Regions from separate parts of the Rattus norvegicus genome. Here region 1 is linked to region 2. A link is a contact called in public Hi-C data. All regions are on one chromosome and are shown on one strand. Each heading gives the region's core, a stretch centred on a gene start, on an enhancer-like site or on the middle of the called end of the contact. The rest is flanking DNA. Distances are from core to core; before and after follow the strand shown. Region 1 overlaps Duox1 (dual oxidase 1). Region 2 holds the start of Duox1 (dual oxidase 1).

Region 1 (3,671 bases), core at 18-2,517, 34 kb after region 2:
TATGAGAACTTCTAGCCAGCAACTATGCCCACTCTGCCCTGCGAGGACAGCAGGGGCTTTGGCCTGTGCCTCAACCCAGTGCTCTTCCTTTCTGGCCACCTCAGCCTTGGCCCTTCCCACCTGCCAACTTGATCCAGACAGCCATGCTCAGGCATCATATGTGGGCTCAGAGATCTCTAGGGCCAGAGTGTGTCGTGAGCTGAGCTCGGAGAAAGAGCAATGTTTAAGAACTACAGGTTCTGAAGTAGGGGAGGTTTGGGGATGGGACAATGTGAGAGTCGCAAAACTTCAGCAGACAACCTGTCAAGTGTGTGTAGGTAATTGAGTCTGAGTGTAGTATGGATGCTGGCATCTTTGAGTCCTCTTCACTCTGTTCTTCCTGTCTTCAAAATGGTTGGGAGATGTCTAGAGTAGCCAGGGGCCACTTACAGAAAGACCAGCCTAACCGCACAACTGATCTCTCGAACTTTAAAATGTAGTCAGACCCTTCTGTACCCACTAACCTCCTGGAGCAGTGCCCTCCAGACCTCTCTCCCTCTCTTTTGCAAATAAACGGTGTTTCCCTCTTCGGGGGTTTCTTTTTCTTTCTGTCTCAGGTTAGGGTGAAGCTAAGGAAATCATCCACCCAGTGGGCTTTGCCAATGTCTCACTACCGAATAAAAGCGGCAAAGGCTGAATACCCCAATGGAGGTCTCTTCCCTCCTCCTGGGGCGGGGGAGGGTCCCCTTCCTCACGCTGGACTGTGTGAGGCTGCTGATAGCGGTCAGGAAGGACAGAGGAGTCCCAGGGAGCTGCAGTCAGCCTGACTTCCTCCAAGGCATTAGCTATTCTAGCTCTGCCCCAGACAAGGTCTTCTGGGCAACACGAGGAGACAGAAGTCTCCTAACTGCCCCAGGTCTGTTTCCTGATATGCAAAATGGTGAGTTCTCTTCCGGTCACTCAAAAGCAGAGCAACTCTCGGAGAATTTCTGAAAAGCTGCCCAATGCCAAATGATTCCATCTACTCCCTGGTTTCTCAGATCACACACCCTCACTTTGGAGAAACTCCCAACTGAATCAAGGCACACACCAGTGCCGCGGACCTGGGTTGAAGTAAGGGGCCTCAGGTCGTCCTAACAGAACCACCGTCCCGAGGGCGTCTGTCTGGCCCCCACAGAACTTGTCTGTGGAGGAGCGAGAAGACCCGGAACCCACGGGCGTCGGCTGAGGTGCGTGGGGCCCGGCCACCAGAGGGAGCTAAGGGAAAGGGACTCGGCGCGCCTAGTCAGTCAGGCTTGCGCGCGCTTTCCGCGTGGCAGCGCCGCCTTCGTCGTCAGCCAGGCGCGCTGCCTCTTTGTCTCTCGGCGCCTCCCGCGTCCCGGACAAACGGCTTCTGGCGGGAAGCTGTGCTCGCTCGGGAGCAATGGCAGGAGCGACGCAGCCCGGGCAGCCCCCGCCCTGCGTTTGCAGCGGGGGGAGACGTTTGGTCAAAGGAAAGCGAGTGGATGCTCGGAAAGTGCTTTTCGCAGGCGGCCGGCGTCGGCTCCAGCGCCGATTTATAGTCTGGCTCGCTCCCCGCCCCCTCCCGTCAGTCTCTGGGCGGCGCCGGCTGCCGCGGTTCTGCCTGGCCGAGCTTCTGGCTGGGAGCCCGGGCGGGCACTCTGGGGACAGGGGCTGGGGGACCGAAGAGGGAAGGGGCGGAGGGTGGGTCGTGCGGGAGGTCGCCACTTCCTCCCTAGTGTCTGACCGGGGCGGGAAGATCCTTTCCTCCTCAGGCTTTCCTCTGTTCCCAGCTCCACACAGCCCCTTTATTCCAAGGCCCATGATTCCCTCCCCTTTATAATAAATTAAGGAATCTTCAGCGCCTACTAGATCCTAGGACAAGGGGAAGCCAAGTTTCTGACATCATGTCCTTAGCAAGAACCGCAGCCCTCGTGCAGGTGACAAGGGCTGGGTCCAGGTCTATCATACTGCCCTGGTCTCACATCTACAGAGTCCGGATGGCCACAGGGTAGAGCAGGGACATGTGTTCCGCTCCCTTAATGGGCAGCTTTCGGCTGGCATAGTGGTGCACGATTTCAGGGACGCTGCTGAAGGGTGGGCTGTTCTGGCCCAGCACATACTTGTGTTCCTTGGTCCGAGACAGCTTCATGTGCATGAAGCCCTGACTGCTCCTAGGAAGAGAAAGGGATCCTGGTGACCAGGGGTTCCTCCTAGTGCCCTACCACCCTCCCAGCAAGTGTGGTTCCAAAGCCAGCTTCAAGTGGGAAGTGGCTAGGGAAGGGATGGTGAGGAGGAGAGGGTTGAGTAGGTAGCATGAGGCACTGGCTTTGTGGTGAGGACATTGGGTGTGCCAAGAATGTGTGTGTGGTGAGTATACAGGGTGTGTGCTGGTAGAGAGAGCAGTGACCTCCACCCTCCAATTCTGTGATCCTAGCCCATCAGCCTCTGGCTAAGGCCAGTTTAACCCTACCTGGTTTTTTGAGACAGATTCATGTAGGTCAGGCTAGCCTCTGTCTCTACCTCTTAATTACAGGTGTGTGCCAGTTTATGGGGTGCTGAACACAGAACCCAGGGCTTTGTACATTCTAGCAAGCACCTTACCAACTGAACTGCAGCCCTGCCTTATGCTCAGCGCCCCTTCTTGAGATTTATGGCCACACCAGTTTTTGGGTCTTACACCACGTCAAGCCCTCTCAGTCCGTCCAGCCAGCCCTTAGGCCTAGAGTGACAGCATCTGGAGACTCTGTTAGCTTTACCTACCCAGAGTGATAGAAAAAGGAACTACAGTGTGGAGGTGAGGCAAGGCGAGAGGGGATGGGAGTCCCCCATCCTGGAGTCTGATTGAAGCAGAGAAGAAAGCTGCTGCAGAGACTTAATCTTCCTTTCAGTACAGAGTTTGTGTGGAGCAGGTCTTAGGGCCTGGATGTGTATGGCCTTGGAGAGGGGCTTATTCTTTTTCCTATACTGTAGTTTGGCTGAAAAGTGGGGGGGGGGGCAGGGAGAGGGGCCTGTTTACAGCAAAGCGGTCCCACCTTCCTGTGTTCCTGTGCATTAAACTTTATCTCGGTGATAGTAATTCTATCGAGAGCATGAAACAGTAACTTCAGACCCAACCCATATCGGATGTGGCTATGGTGAAAACAAAAAGTGACAGAACATGAGGCTGCACCCTCTCCCCTCAGGAGCTGTGCTCACATCCGACTGTATCTTATTACCTTCTGACCACGTCTTTTTCTCATAGTCCTCATGCTTCACTATAAACTAAACTAATTTTAATAAAAACCTCCACGTTTGCCTCATAAATCCATCTGCTAGTCCTGAAACTCTTCTTCAGGCCACCAATCCTGGTTGAGATCCCTAAAACCTTGTGGGGGAAACTCATGTTGTTGAGGACGACAGTGAGACACTGGACATCTTTACCTGTACCCCAAAACTCTGACAAGAGAACGGACACTTTCCACTGCTTCTCCCAGCTCCCTAAAGCCAGAAAGTCAGCATTAGCTAGCCCTCCCCTCCAGACAGACACAATATGCAAAGCTCTGGCCTTTATAAAGTGTGGGGGTGGGGTACTCAGCAGGAGCAACTGTCCAGATTGCCACTGGCCGGTCTGGCAGCCCTGGGTCTGTACCATACCACAGGCATGGGGCTAAGGAATGTTCGGCACAGCACACAGCCTAATTTGCCTTTCC
Region 2 (3,638 bases), core at 921-3,420:
GGGTAATTATCTTTGTTTTAGAGCCCCGACTGTGTGGGGAGGATTTGGGAATAGCTCTCCTGCCCCGCACCCCGTTTATCTTCCACCCTCTTCCTCAACTCTCAAGAGTTGGAACTTGGGGAGGGAGACTTGCCCTTCCCGCCTCCCAAATGGCTTGAACCCTCGGCACCCAGGAGCCCTGCATCCTACACGGTCTCACCTTTCATGCTCCGGTCCCCTTTCACGCGGGTCCCGCGCTAGCCTCTATCCCGCCCTACTGTGCCCCGCCCCAAAGCTGGGACGCGCTGTCCGCTCTTCACCCTCCCCCTCAGCCCCGCCCGCCCGGACTCAGAGCAGGAGAAGCTGCCAGAACCGAGCGGGCTACAGCGAACCCGGAGACAGCCCGGAGCCTATCCGCAGTCCCAGGCTGGGACGACCAGAAGCTAAGGTTAGATCCCAGAACATTTCTCTTGGCCCATGGAAGTGGGTGCTCCCAGGGAGAGGGCTCTAGGGGTGGGGACAGTGGGGAAAGGGTGGGCCTCCTTTTCTTCGGAATGGGAATGGTAGCCTCGTGCACCTCCAATCTTTCCCCAGAGATTAAAAGGGACCTTGCTAAGGCGGGAGCTAAGCACACCAACATTTTGAGAAACCAGGGTCAACTGGTCCTGAGAACGTTGAGTGACCTAGTTTGTTTGGGCCTAGAGGGTTTCTTGGCACCAGTGAGCGCATCATGCCAAGGAGACTTTGTTGGTCTTCAGTATACAGTTACTCCCTGGGTCTTCTGGTTGGAATCTCTGGCTTTAACTCATCTCCCTCTCCTTCCCACCTCGGGGCCAACAGAATTCTAAGACTCTGATTTGGGGAAAATGACCATGTGGACAAGAAACAGACAAACTTGTAACTCTCCCAGATCTGCCACTGCCTGGGGCTTCATTGTCCTGGAGTTGAGCCTTCATTTCCAGATTGTTTGGGAAGTTACCACACCCAAGTGGCTGTGTAAACTGTTAAGGGCTACCTACTCAGAGAGAGGTTATTGGCATGGCCACTCTCCTGAGTTTGTCCCCACAGTCTATCCTGAAAGCCTACAGGGTGTTAGGGATGGAATGATGTATCTACGTTTGGAGTCCAGGCTCCTGAAGACTTGATTGGAAGGGAAAGGAGGTCAAACTATTTGGATTAGGGAAGCACAACCATGGCCCGTCACTCTACCACCCCCAACACACCAGCTTCTGTTCTCTAGATCCCAGCTCCAAAGAACTTCTAGATAGATGGAATCCTGAGTTGGGCTGGGCAGGGTTTTCACACTTGTCTAGTAGGAGATGGGGGGGTGGGTGGGTGAGGTCACCTGCTGGGTTCTCATCTTCAACTAGATAGCACATTCAGGTGCCCTGGCTGCAGATGGGGCTTTCTCTGAGCACGTGTCTTTCACCATCCTGCCTCCAATCTTCAGGCTATCTTTAGGACATCTTCAGTGACATTTTGCCAGAGAAGTCCTGGCTTGAGTCCCCTGCTGCCTCTGTTTACCTGTGGTCCTATGTGTTGGCCTCTGGAAGGCAGGACTGAAACACAAGCCGCTGGTGTGATATTCCATTTGAGTTTTCTAAAAGGAGTCATAGTCACGCCTCAGCCTCTGTCCAATTTGCATTACACCTGTCAGTCTTCTTGGCTTGAATTCAACCTCAACCTCCTGTCAGACTCTGATCATTCTGTGGAGTGAACAGTTCTGGCACACTCCCCACCTTGGCTAGGAGAGGATGATAAGGGTTGGATGAGATAACTGGTTTACCTCAGATCCCACAGAAGATGAACAGCAGATCTGAGACCTTGCCTGAGTCCCTCAGCTTCCTCTTCCCATGCTGGGCTCTGGCTATGGAGCAGCCTCTGTGGGCAGCTGGACCAAAGCAAGGGTGTTCAGATACTCAGACACTAAAGTTCACAAGGGCAGGGTGGTCTTTGTTCTGTTCCTCACTGACTCGAGAGTTGAGGTCAGTTCCGTACATATCGTGTGTTGGTCAGTTATTTATTGAATGAACTAAAGACCTTCCGAGAGAGTGAGTCTCTTTCTTTTTGCTCCCCAAATCCAACTCCCCAGTCTTGATTCTTAGGGGCCTCACCTTATCATGATCCTCTTAAATACCCAGGGTTCATCCTTCTACCTTCTGTTGTTCTAGGACTCTGTTCTGAAGTATTTCAACATTTCATCCCCCATTACTATTTTCATCATGGCAGTCTACTCAGCTGTGGCCTGGATCCTCCTTTTTGGGATGCTGGCTTCTTTGGGTGAGTACAGACTAGAGGAAGAGCTGCATAGGATCAGAGGAACCAAGGTCCTCTGGCCTTTTCCAAAGATGTGTCAATCATTTCTGCATCCCCCACAGATATAGTACCCTGTATATACCAGGCACTTGTTTCTAGTTGTTGAGTAAATGGGCAGACAATAGAATGAAAATGGTTTCTAGTGTGGGTCCCTTTCTCTCTCCTCCGTCTTCTGTCTTGTTTATGAGGTAAGTTCTCCTGACGTGAAATAGGAAAGACTGAATAGACATCTAGGACAATAAAGCTTCCTGGAGTAAAATTGGACCCAAAGCTAAAAAGGACTCACCAATTTTTTTAAAATAAAATGATCTTTGGAACGGGGGATATAATTTTGTGGTAGAGCATTTGCACAGCACATATGAGGTCCTAGGTTTCATCCCCAATGTTGAAAAAATAAAGCACAAAATAAAATAATTTCATCAGAACACAGTATAACCCACAGCAATCCCAGCTTTGGAGGTCTGAGAGCTTTAGAATCAGTGGTTGTCCCCTGTAGTGTAGGGCTCTGAGGAGAGAGGACACATGATATTACAGGTTAGGGTCAAAGGAGCAGGCTTCTGTTTGGGTATGGTAGCTATGCCAGCACTTTGGAGGTAGAGGCAAGAGGATTAATTTAAGGTCATCCTCCGGTATGTGAGTTCAAGGTCAATCTGGGCTACTTAAGACTGTCTCAGAACAAGCACCAACAACAAACCTGAAAGTCTTTTGCACCTTGGGAGATGATAAATGAAGATGACTCTCCTGGTTGGCAATGTCGAGATAGTGATGCGGACTTCACACTTCTCCCTTGCTAACGCCACGCACATTTCAGTTCATTCCAGTACTCTCCCTCCTCGAGGCTTCATTTTCTCTCCCAGTTTGTGCCTCTTATCCCCAAGACAGACTCTCTCCAAAGGTTACTGCCCTTGGCCTGCTACTGTTCATCTTATTTTGGAGGTCGTGTGTGTGTGTGTGTGTGTGTGTGTGTGTGTGTGTGTGTGTGTGTGTGTCCTACTGCCCTAGATCCTAGCCAGGTGAAGTCATTTTCCTTCTTGATGAGTGTCTGTATGTGTCATACATCACCCACATCTTGAAAATCCTGTCTTTGGTCTGAGGACATTCAGAGCAATGGGGCCCCTTTTGCTTTATTCTGTTTTCTCAGGTGAGTAGAAAAGAAATCTAGCTGTGTTTTAGGGGAACGTGTCTGGCTGGTCACCTAATCTACTGGCCAAGAGGATTCTAGATCCTGCCTTCTTGTCCTGCTTCCTCAGTAACCTCTCCCCCTCCCCCAACAGCTGAGGGTTCCTCTTGAGCTGTGAGTTTTTAGAGTAGCATCATAGACAGGAATTGGGGTTGGAGAGAAG

What was found. A called contact is a pair of places that touch in the nucleus more often than the background predicts.
Region 1: a Hi-C map of Schwann cells shows a contact between it and region 2, with 2.9 times the contacts expected there. The contact joins the enhancer-like site here to the promoter of Duox1 in region 2. A contact is called at or near these places in 3 of 12 Hi-C or Micro-C datasets (Schwann cells, kidney and liver).

The regions. Positions count from the first base shown.
Region 1 is chr3:129,748,619-129,752,289 of GRCr8, forward strand. Duox1 (dual oxidase 1) reads left to right here. Exons shown (of 33, transcript NM_153739.2): 33 at 1-543. The coding sequence ends at 15. Shf (Src homology 2 domain containing F) reads right to left here. Exons shown (of 4, transcript XM_039106536.2): 4 at 1,285-2,153. The coding sequence ends at 2,128. Among named protein-coding and RNA genes, the nearest start is that of Shf, 19 kb to the right of the region's middle. Within about 2 kb of position 1,268, at least 45 of the 93 cell types and tissues checked have an H3K27ac peak or open chromatin away from gene starts, as enhancers often do. A contact at or near this core is called in Schwann cells and liver, where this site is marked.
Region 2 is chr3:129,713,826-129,717,463 of GRCr8, forward strand. It overlaps Duox1 (dual oxidase 1), which reads left to right and starts at 2,171. Exons shown (of 33, transcript NM_153739.2): 1 at 2,171-2,259. The coding sequence starts at 2,202. It overlaps Duoxa1 (dual oxidase maturation factor 1), which reads right to left and starts at 181. Exons shown (of 8, transcript NM_001107767.1): 1 at 1-181.